Linked DNA regions of Sus scrofa: region 2 is linked to region 1. A link is a contact called in public HiChIP or PLAC-seq data. All regions are on one chromosome and are shown on one strand. The core of a region is the stretch at or near the end of the contact, and the rest is flanking DNA. Distances in the headings are between cores, read along the strand shown. Region 1 holds the start of SNX33 (sorting nexin-33). Region 2 holds the start of C7H15orf39.

The links. HiChIP or PLAC-seq counts read pairs in DNA pulled down with a chosen protein or histone mark.
Region 2: a contact with region 1 is called in an H3K27ac HiChIP or PLAC-seq map of alveolar macrophages. The contact joins the promoter of C7H15orf39 here to the promoter of SNX33 in region 1. A contact is called at or near these places in 1 of 47 Hi-C or Micro-C datasets (embryonic fibroblasts) and 2 of 2 datasets of contacts at active chromatin or transcription factors (alveolar macrophages and skeletal muscle).

What each region holds. Positions count from the first base shown.
Region 1 is chr7:58,012,157-58,017,943 of Sscrofa11.1, forward strand. It overlaps SNX33 (sorting nexin-33), which reads right to left and starts at 3,442. Exons shown (of 2, transcript XM_001929226.7): 1 at 191-3,442. The coding sequence starts at 1,661.
Region 2 is chr7:58,386,688-58,392,474 of Sscrofa11.1, forward strand. C7H15orf39 reads right to left here and starts at 3,430. Exons shown (of 3, transcript XM_021099036.1): 1 at 3,244-3,430.

The sequences.
Region 1 (5,787 bases), core at 2,192-4,691:
TAATAACACCCCTGAACCTAGAATAGCACCTGCCCCCTGGTAGGCACTCAACACACCTGTTGAATAAATGAATGAGACAAAGACAGAAAGACCGACTGCACTGCTGTGCTCCACCTAGGCCATCCTCACACCACTAGTGCCCGGCAGAGTGGAGATGCTGTCAGGGGCTCCAGCCTGCACCAGCTCTTACCTTTCTGCAGGTGGATGATGTCGGGGAAGTTGGAGAGCAGGCCCTGGTAGAGAGAAAGCGTGTCGAGCATCTGGAAGAGGTCGTTCTTGGGCTGCTCAGCAAACATCTCACCAACAGCTTCATAGGTACGGCCCGTGTGAGAAATGGCGCTGTTGAGGGCCTCAGAGCTGAAGGGGGGATCCATCTGGAAGGCATGGCTGATGGCCTGAAAGGCATTGCCCAGCTTCTGGAATTCCTTGCGGAAGCCCCCCACATGCTTGCGCACCAGCTCCGATGCTATGGTGCTGAGCTGCAGGACGCTGTCGTCCATCTTCTTGCTGAAGGCTTTGAAGGTGTCCACCCGGTCCTCCACATCCTGCAGGTCCTGGTGCTCCGTGGGGATCTGGAAGGTGAGCAGGAAGCTGGCACCCACCATCTCGTCCTTCTCGGCCCGGCGTTTGCCCATCTTCCACTGCTTGTCATCCAGGCAGCTGAGGAAATGCTGGAAGCCCTCGTACTGGGATAGCACAGGGTGGCTGGTCATGTGGTCCATCCAGAGGATGAGCCGCCGTTTCCGTTTCTCAATGAAGTCCTCCTCAAAGCGGCCTGTGGCCTGCTTCTCTGGCAAGTGGGGCACCGAGATGACAGTGAACTTGTGCAACAGGCGGTTATAGAGCCAGTCAAAGTGTTTGTAACGCCTGTAGACAGGTGAGCCGGCGTGGGTGGGTGTGAGCTTGTAGGAGATGTAGCTTTTGATGCCCTTGAATTTGGTCTGTTTGGTGGGGTCCTCTACCGAGCAGGCAAATGGGTGGGGGTTGGCCTTCCACTGGGGGCCTCGAGGGCCCATTTCAATGGAGTATGTCTCTGCGATCTTGGCCATCATGGGCACATCACCCAGGATGAAGGCCTCCACGCCAGAGCGCACGAAGCACGAGAAGCGATTGAGGTTGCGCCCCACCACGCTGCCTCGCTTGGCAGATGCCAAGCTGTCCTGCCGCTCGAGGGGTGGCTTTGGCCGAAAGGCCATATGTTGGCTGGGGTATGCACCAGGGTAGGAGAGGTTGAGTGGGGGGTGCCCATTGGTGCCCAGCCCACCAGCCCGTGGCTCCTCTACCACTGTGCAGCCATCATCCCAGTCATCCCAGTCATCATCATCGTCCTCCTCAAAGCTGCCCTGGTTTGAGAGGAAGCCACTGCCCCCAGCACTCCTGGAAGGGTTGGCCACACTGGAGCTGTCATACAAGCTCACCTCAGTGCCCAGAGAGCCTGCAGGGCTGCTAGAGTAGTCAGCATGGTTGGCACTCGTGCCAGAACGGATGATCTCCACGTAAGAGGCAGGGAAGAGCCCTGTCTCACCGCGGCTGTTCTGGCCCTGCAGCCAGCCATCCAGGGAGGTCTCGCTGAAGATGACCAGGTCCTCATCCTGCTGGATGCTGATCTCCTCTTTGTTCTCACTGCGGAAGTCATAGAGGGCTCGGCCTTTTAGTGCCATGGCTGGGTCAGTGGAACAGAAAGACGAGGAGAGGGTCCTGCCCAAAACTGGAGAGAGACACTTGCTAGGGTGTCCAAGGATGCACCAGCAAGCAGAGGCCTGCCACAGCCCTTGGACTCTCCGCCCCTGGGGGGGGGGGTGTTCTCGGTATCCACAGATGGTGTCAGCCTCACTCTCTTCAAAGCAATATCCACAGGTCAGAAACCGACCTACCAGGTCTCCCCGCACATGCCTGTGAGCAGGGAGGGTTCATGTCCACAGTCTTCCTCCCTTCCTTCCGCAGCCCCTGAGGGGGAGTCTCTCCTCCTCCCACAGTCAGAAGAAAAGTCAAGTGACTCGAGAAATCGGCTCTGAAAGGGCAAGAATTCGACACTTTCCACTGGAACGTGTTCTAAAATAGAAGAGAATCACTTGGAAACCACCGTCCCAGAAACCCGGCGGCAGCGCTGGCTCCCAGCTCCTTCTGGCTCTTCAGGCCCCGGGAGGCTCTCAAATTCCTCCGCAGATCTGCCCCTTCCTCCTTCCTCCTCCTCTTCCTGGGCCACTGGGTTTTCAAAAATCCAGAAAATCCAAGAGGGGCAAGGAGAAAAGCAGCAGCCTCCTGAATCGAATCCAAGGGTGGATGTGTCCGGCTTCACAACGAGCCAGGCCGGGAAAACAAGGACCGAGGCTTACACAACAGGCCGCCAACTCCTCGACCCCGGCGGCCCGCCGCGCCCCCAGCCCCCAGCCCGCTCGGTTGTCCTCTCCCCGCCCCCAAGTGGCCAGCCCCCTCCCCGGGGAAGAAGGGGACGCGACGAGGCGCTCAGGCGACTTCTGGCCACTAGCTGAGTGGCCTCTTTTGTTTGTTTAATTCCTCAGCAGTTTCTGAGCCTGAGTCTGACCCTGATCTGAGTCCAAGGACCCTCGTCCAAAGGTAACCCCAGCGGTAACCGGCCCCGGCGCGTAGACCCCCCGCCCCTCGCGTACACACAAACACTCAACAGGGAGTTTGGCGAGTCAGCTCCGAAGTGCAGATAGCCCGCCCGGGCGTCTGACCGTCGGTCCTCTGCTCTACCCCGCGGGGTTCCGCCGGTGGGCGGTTGGCCGGTGGCGGGTGGGCGCCGGTGGGTGGCGGGCTGCGCCCCCAGCCCTCCTTCTTCTCCAGCGTTCGCAGCCACTCTGCGCCGCCAGAGAGAAGCCAGCTCCAAAACAACAAAAAAAGGCAATTCCGGGAGGTGGCGTCCCAAGGAAGGAGGGAACAGCGGAGTGGGGGTGGGGGGGAGGTGAGGGGTGGGGACAGGGAGAGAGAAGGAAAAGCAGGCTGGGGAATTGGGCAAACTCCACTGCACTTCCGTGCGTCCTGGCTGGCCAAGGACGGCCCGGCTCCGCCCTCCCGCGGGCCTGGGGCGCAAGAGCTCGGCTCCCGCCTACTTTTAGCTTTTCTTTTTGGCCGTCGCCTTCACTCCCTCGCGCCGAGATCGGGATACGCGAGCGAGGAGACCACTGGAACTAGGGGGCCCGCAAGCCTCCAGGGCCAGCCCCTAGGGCAGCCGCACCCCTCTGCCCATCTGGCCCCGCTGGGAGACACCTCTCGCCCGGAGAGGCTTAAGCGCCGCGCGGGGGAGCTCTCCAGCCGCCGCCTCGCCTCCCGGGCTCCGTCACCCTCCAGCCTTTTCCATGACGCAAGTGAGGGAAAACTCCTAAAGTTTTTAGAGTGCGGTGCTCCAAGGTGTGCGCCAGAGTTGGAACCTGGGAGAGAGGATGTGCGGAAAGCCGCAGACGCCACCTCCCACTCCTCTGTCCCCCACCCCCCGCTCCGGCGGGACGCGGCACCGCAGTGGCGCCGCCTGGGGATTGTTCTCTGGAGGGGGTCCCATCGCCAGAGGCGCCCTCATGGAAGAAGCCGAAGCCCAAGCCTGAACCGGCTGAGATACTGGTCTCTGCAGGTCCTAGGTACCCTAGCTAGACAGAGCCAGGGGCACCCCTATCCTGGGCGAATTCCTTCAGCAGGGGAGACAAAATCCCTTGTATGTAGCGATGGGGAACAAGCCCAGGCACAGCCCGGTTCTTGTTGCTTTGTACGGCTGCGGCTGCGGAGTCACGATGTTCTGTCTTGGCCAGCAGCCGCGAAGAGAGAGGGGTGGTCGGGGTCGGGTTCTGGGGAGAGGTAAAGGGGGCTTGACCTTGCTCACTGATTCTGACAGGCATTGTGCTGGGCACTGGGGATTAGAGTACGGCAATGCAGTCGGGGTTCCTGCCCTGGATAGTTTACAGTCCACCCTCTTGTCCTTCATTAATTCATTCATTCTGTCTCTGTCTCATTCATTGAGTCATGCATTCAAGGAAATATTAACTGAATATTCAGTACCAATCCCCCTGGGCTTCAAAGACAAGTAAGACGTTGTCTTTACCTACCAGAAGCTCAGGTGAGTCAGGATAAGTAAAGAGATATTCCTCCATCAGTGTGACCAATGCCCTGAAGTGGGAATGGGAGGGCACCGATTCCAGCCTGGGTTGAGCATGGGGATCAAGGAAGGCTTCCTAAAGGAGGAGGTGCTTAAGATGAGGCAAAGGCTTCAGCCCATATTCCCCTTCCTGGCTATATAACTAGAACTTCCCTCCCCCTCATTATTCTTCCCAATTGCAGATTGACTGCCACAAGGTAGTGCTATAAAGTTAGGTAAATTTGGCTGTTTTTCGTCTGTTTGTCTTTTTAGGGCTGCGCTCATGGCATACAGAGGTTCCCAGGCTAGGGGACGAATGGGAGCTGTAGCTGGCGGCCTACACCACAGCCACAGCAACGTGGGATCTGAAACTTATCTGCAACCTACACCACAGCTCATGACAACGCCAGATCCTTAACCCACTGAGCAAGGCTAGAGATCAAACCTGAATCCTCATGGATACTAGTCTGGTTCATTAACCACTGAGCCATGACGGGAACTCCCTAAATTTGACTGTTTTGAAAGATATGATATGCAGGCCTCTGGCTCCAAGACCTAATTTCATTGGCGCAGAGTAGATCTAAATCCCTATGCAGAACTGGCATTTGACAGAATAAAGGCTTATGAAATACAAAGCCCAGAAGCCCAGGTATTAATTTGCATGGAGAAATTCAACTGTCAGGCAGACCTGAATTTTTCCATCAATAGATCAAGGCAGTTTGGCCTGCTCCTTAGAAAGCCCATTTACCAGAAGGCTAGCCCGCTGAAGCTAACAGGATGGGAAGCCCCAGGATGGGAAGAGGGGATGTCATGACAAGTCTTTCAACCAAGAAAGCTTGCATTCTTGTCCCCTGACATAGGGGCAGCCTTGATTCTCAGGACTCAGTTCAGCCTAGTATCTCCAGGACTAGAGCTTGAATATGCTTCCCCCAGCTGCTTTTGGGACACTTCTTTTTATTTATTTTATTTTATTTTACTTATTTATTTATTTTGTCTTTTTGCCTTTTCTAGGGCCGCTCCTGTGGCATATGGAGGTTCCCAGGCTAGGACTCTAATAGGAGCTGTAGCCGCCGGCCCAGGCCAGAGCCACAGCAACACGGGATCCAAGCCACATCTGCAACCTACACCATAGCTCACAGCAACGCCGGATCCTCAACCCACTGAGCGAGGCTAGGGATCGAACCCGCAACCTCATGGTTCCTAGTCGGATTCGTTAACCACTGCACCACGACGGGAACTCTGGGACACTTCTTTTCTGTAATCTCTCTTCTTTTCACAGAGCCTCTCTCCAAACTGGATTTAACAACAGCAGCAACTTCCTTAGTGTTTGCTGAATGCTAGACTCTGTTGTAAATGTTTACCTCTATTAGGGATAGTCCCAACCCCCTGAGTGGCCCCCAGCCATCATGCCCATGGCCTTCAGTTGGTTCCCAAATGCTTCAGTCACACATTCACACCTTGGATTTACTCCCCTATCTATTGGGGAGGGTGGTTTCTATCCCTGGCCACTCTCTTTCTAGGTGCTTGGGAAAAACTCATTCTTTAGCTTCACAGAGATTTCCAGAAGCTTTGTCTTCTATTCCTGACCCTCTTTAAACCTATGGGTAACAGGACCCCCAGTTACCAGTCTCAGGCAACTGCAATAACCTTTATGGTTTCCCTACACCCTGTCCATTCCTTTGGGGCGAATTTCCTTTATT
Region 2 (5,787 bases), core at 2,180-4,679, 370 kb after region 1:
CTCCTCCTGCTTCCACCCCATCCCCTCATCATGTATAAATGAGTAGATCCACTCATTCCAAAGTCATTGACGACAAAGATGGGACAAGAGGTAGGCTCCCACTACAAGCTCTTATTCTAAGATACCATAGTGGTCTCAAGATGCCCACAGCAGCTGAAATGTGGAATTGGGCATTGTCTACAAATTCATATTTCCTCTGATACTCTAGCTCTCACTTTCTGACCTGCCAGTCTTTTTTGTTTGTCTTTTTTTTTTTTACAGCCATACCCATACGGAAGTTTCCAGACTAGGGGTCTAATGGGAGCCATAGCCATGGCAGCGCCAGATCCAAGGGGACATCTACGACCTACACCGCAGCTTGCAGCAATGCCAGATCCTGAACTCACTAAGGCCAGGGATCGAATCTGCATCTTCATGGACACTATGTTGGGTTCTTAACCTGCTGAGCCACAACAGGAACCCCTAACCTGCCAGTCTCATCAAAAGCCAGAACTAGGCCTGGAAACCAGGTCCCTAGGCCCAGAAGGACACACATACTTGGTTTAGATTTAGAGGGCGGTCCCCCAGGAGAGTTGGCCCAGAGCAACCCTTCCTACAGGCTCTACCCTACCCACTGCCAGCAGGAAAGCAAAGGCTGTCCGGCAGGTGGTGCTGTGGCACCAACAGGAAGCTGCCATGTGTGCAGGGCAGGGGAGAGCCTGTGTCCATCCCGGCCTCTAAGCTGCGGCTATTCCAAGGCACATGAGGGCAGCAAAGAACCATGGAGCAGGCAGGGAGGTAGGAGGATGTAAAAGTCCAGGGCAGGGAGCTTCCAAGGGTCACAAAGTGCTAGCTGGCAACGACCCCCATTGTACTGATGGGAAAACTGTGCCAGAGAAAGACTAAGGTCCTCAAGCAAGGCCAGGCGAGGACTGGGACCCCGGGCCAGAGAGGTCAAGTGTGGGTTTCCTCAAGGCAGCCAGTGCCCCAGGAGGGGTCATCTGAGGCCAGTCTACTAGGGTCACATTGACCTGCTTCTACCTCCCCAATGCCCTGTTCCCCGAAACCCTCAGGTGGCTTAAGAAAGGATGAAACAGTTCAATCTGGCTATGATTAGGCCATGGGCCAGGTGTCACAGGTTTCTCTCACAAATCCGCCAAGACCAGCCCCCTCTCTCAGCCCTCTCCTTCCTTCGGCCTGGTGGCTATGACAACTACAGGTTCAGAGTTAGACTGGCACATTTGGGGGGATGGGAAAAGCCGAAGGTAGTATAGGGGCAATGCCCACCCTCAACCCAGCCTCAGTGCACCAAGGAAGCCAGGCAGCACTCTCAGAAAAAAAGATGGTTCATCTCCTGGCCAGAATCCTTCAACACCTCAGACAGCCTGGAGAAGCGGATGCTTCGGAGAAGACAGAGAAGGACATTAGGGCAACAATACTGATAGCAGTGCCCTATGACAAGGTTCTGCAGCCAAAAGGAACCCCCCCTCCCCTGCCTCACACTGCACAGCAACTTTGCAGAGGTTGTATGGTTTTGGAGGTGCTGAGCCCCCCTGCCCTTGGGGGCCTCTGGATTAATTAAGTGCTGGCTCTAGTCTCACCTCCTCTGCATACTCCTTGGGGCCTGCTCCATACCCACCCCCTTCTCTTCTGGGCTCTGCCCATTGCGTGCCCTTTGCCCGGGAGACTTCCTGAGACACCCCCTTGGGACCCAATCAATAAAGGTGAGGCCATTTGGGACCCTCGAGAGTCTTTGGAGGAGAGACAGGGGCTCTAGGGAGACAGCAGAGGACTATGAAGGGTATGGACTATGCCAGTAGGGGATGGAGAGCCCAGTATATATGCCCTCAAGCAAGGCCCCTCCAGGTTCAAGAAGGTAGCCAAAGTGTAGGGGCCTCCTTCCCTGACACTGATGCATACACAAAAAGGCAAGCAATTGTTTGGGGAAGGGCAGGACCCCAGGGAGCAGGGGTCACATCACACTTTCGGCCACTGAGCTACTTGCTGGTTGAGGTTAGAGCTGGTCTGGGAGGACCAACCTCTGGCAGGGTCCAGAAGACCCCACCAAAGCTGTGCCATCCCTGCCCTAAGCAGCAGGGGGAGTAAACAGTTCTGTGGCCCCATTGCCTCTTCCACCTTTTAAGGGGTCTCCAGGAGGACATCGGGCAAAAGCAGGAAGAAGAGAGGGATCTTGCCCAGCTGTGGCCAGCGCCTGGACTCTCTTAGCAGGCTGAACTAGGCCCCCTTTCCATGTTCTTACACCTCCCCGCAGCTGAGGCTCTGGGCCCTGCCACCGCTCCAACCGTACCTAGGGGCAGCCCAGGCTCCAGGGGAGGGGGAAGGGTCGTGGGATGGGCTCCAGCCCCTTTCCTCTACCTGCCTGGCCCATAACTCTGTGCCTGGGGCCCTCAGCCGACCTGGCTTTGGGGCTACCGCTGCACCCGACCCCGCCAGCTTCCGGGTGTCCTCATGCCCTGCCTGGCGGCGCTGGGGCGCACGTGCACCCCAGGAGGACGACACACAGGCCTCCGCCACCCATGCAAACCCGTGCCTGCAAGTACGTGCCTGATCCATATCTGCACAAACGGCCCGCCAGAACTGCGTTCTCCCCTCACTCGGGCCCCCGCACACGTGTGCACGCAGGCAGGACAGCGCACCGGGCCCCACGGACCGACACCCAAAGACTGGTGAGAGGATCGGGGCAGGGGGGCGGCCTGGCTGCAGAGACCGGGCAGCCACCGCCTCGGGGCGATCTCGCCAGCCTGGGCTGCGGCCAGAGAGTGAGTCAAGCCGTAGCGAGGAAACCGCAGGGCCGTCGCGTCCCAGCAGGGCGCGTCCAGAGCCCCGCGGAGCCTTAGTGCCTGCGGCCCCCCAGGCCAGCCCCCCGCCGGCCTCTCCTCTCCGCCCGCGTAGTCCACGTGAGCCGGGCCCCGCAGGAGGCCCGGGGGCTCGGCCTGAGCTTCACTTAGCCAGCCCCGCACTAGATCAGGCGCTAGGGCCCCGCCGGAGCTCCACGACGCTACCTGCTCCAGGGGCCTCGAACTCCGGGGAAAGTCGGAGCAGCGGCGCGACCCCTGCCCGGCAGCGCTCCCGCCGAGGGTCCGAGGCCGCCAGGAGCCACGCCACTTCGGCCCAGGCCCAGCGCGCTCCATCCCCGGGCCGGCCGGTAGGGGCGCCCTGGGGCAGCGCCACCCGCCCCTTCCCCACGCGCCGCCCGCAAACTCGGCCCAAGTTTCCGCGCCCGCCGAGTGGGCGAGCTCCTACCTGCACAGTGCTGGGCTTCCCGCTGCTGCTGCCTGGGACCGCGGCCGCATTCTCCAGCGCCAGCGAGGCGGAGGGTCCTTGTCCAGCTCGGCCCTGCGCGGGAAGTCGCGGCGAGCACCGAGCCCGGAGCCACCCTCCGAGCTGCCGTTCGCGCCGCCGCCGGGCGCCGTCTGCGGTCCCGGGCGGGGCGGGCTGGGGGCGGGGCGGGGGCGGGGCGGCCCGCGCGGTGGGGGCAGAGCCCGGCCGTGCCTCTGGGAGCCTGCGCTCCCCCGGGCCCTGGGGGTGTGGAGGGCCTGCGTCGGCCAACCCTCCGAGGCCCCGGCCGCGGGCGCTGTGCACTGTCTGAACCCAGCACACTCCGCGAACCATCGCCCCACGCGCCCGTCACACGTCTTCATTCAGTCACTCAGATCATTCATTCATCGCCACTTTTCTAGCTCTGTGACCTTGTGCCCGCCGCTTGACCTCGTTGAGCTTCAGTTTCCTTATTTTAGTCAAACTGGGATTATCTCATTGTGTCCTAAGATTTAGAAGAGGTTATATTAAAATAACTGGCTCTCAGAGTTCCCGACCCGTCTCAGCAGGTAACGAACCCGACTAGGATCCCTGAAGGTGCGGCTTCAATTCCCGGCCTCACTCAGTGGGTTAAGGATCTGGTGTTGCCTTGAGCTGTGGTGTAGGTCGCAGAATCTGCTTGGATCTGGCGTTGCTGTGGCTGTGGCGTGGGCCTGTAGCCGTAGCTCCTGCTCCCATTTGACCCCTAGCCTGGGAACTTCCATATGCCACCAGTGCGGCCCTAAAATAGCTAAAATAAAATATCTGGCTCTCTTGGCCAGTACAGTTGCATTAGGGAGCCGGAGAAGGTCTCCTTAGTCTGTTCCCTCACCGCAATACAGCAGAGAGGGCAAATTCCAGAAAAATATCTCAAAGCTTGTTAGGGCACCATACCTGATGAGGAGGGGGTGATTTCCCCATCCCTGAAGTGAGCCAGGAAGGAGGATGCTGGAAGTTTTGCCAAGTGGCCTCAGTGGGTATCTCTGAACATTTTTGACAAATCTCCCTCAGTAAGACTGGACTAAGCTCCATGTAGCCACATAGGTGGGTTGGGTTGAGCACTCCCAGGCAGGAACGGTGTGTTACCAAGAGAGGGGCTGGAGGGATGGAAGAGCTGTCTCCATTTGCCTTCTCCAGGCCATCTTGGTGGCCATCACCGAGAAGCTGCTGGGTGCTGTTACCTTCTCTGAAAAACCTAGTTCCTTGCATTTCTTGGGCTGCCCAAGGACTGGGGGCAGGTGTATGCAGTGAAGGAGGAAAGGAACAGGTGGACATGCCAAAGGTCAGAACAAGTTCACGGAGCAAAACCACCCAGGCCATCTGCTCAGATCCCAAAGGTCAGGGCCGCCTGAGTCAGAGGGCAGAGCAGGCCTGAGGCTGCAGGTTCCAAGAATAAGGAAGCATCTAGAGCTGCTGGAGCTGAGCAGGAGGGGCTGGGTGCTGCGGAGAGGAAGAGGAAGTGAAGGTCACCTGGGGCAGCAGAGAGGGTATTAATTAGTTGAGATATGAAGGGCCCTTAGAAATTGAGTTTGGAGAAGGAGCTGGGGAGCAGAGGCTCAGAGAAAATTGAGGCTTTCCCAAAGTCACATAGCAGGCTGGGATCAAGAAAATGCATTTGTAAGCTGATGACTTGGAGTCATGGCCAAGCTTCAGCTCACAGGCTGTTCTTCCTCACTTTTTTTTTTTTTTTTTTTTTTTTTTTTTTGTCTTTTTGTCTTTTCTAGGGCCTCACCCATGGCATATGAAGATTCCAAGTCTAGGGGTCTAATCGGAGCTGAAGCTGCTGGCCTAAGCCAGAGCCAGATCCGAGCTGCATCTGCGACCTACATCATAGCTCACAGCAATGCCTGATCCTTAACCCACTGAGCAAGGCCAGGGATCGAACCTGCAACCTCATGGTTCCTAGTCAGATTTGTTAACCACTGAGCCACAACGGGAATTCCAGTTCTTTCTCACACTTGCTCCTCACTAACACTGCCCTCCCCTCCAAGACACCCATTCCCTGGCCTCCACCCTGGTACTGGGGATGGGGAGGGAGGAGGGCAGTGTTCTCTATTTAGGGTCTGGGAGTCTTAGGTTGTGCGATCAGCTGGCCGGTGTTCTCTCCAACTTCTCTGAGCCTGAGTGGGGCCCACCCAGGCCAAAATGAGCCTGGTGAGGCCCAAGGAGGGGCAGTTAAGAATCTGTGGACCCAAAGTTCCCATTGCGGTGCTGCGGAAATGAATCCGTCTAGGAACCACATGGTTGCGGGTTCAATCTCTGGCCTTGCTCAATGGGCTTAGTTTCTAGTATAGGTCGCAGAAGAGGCTCGGATCTGGCGTTGCTGTGGCTGTGATGTAGGCCAGAAGGTATAGCTCCAATTAGACCCCTAGCCTGGGAACCTCCATATGCCATGGGTGCAGCCCTAAAAAGCAAAAAAAAAAAAATCTGTGGACCCACTGAGTCTTAATTCGGGGACACTTCGCAAAGACGGCACCTCCCTTGTCCATT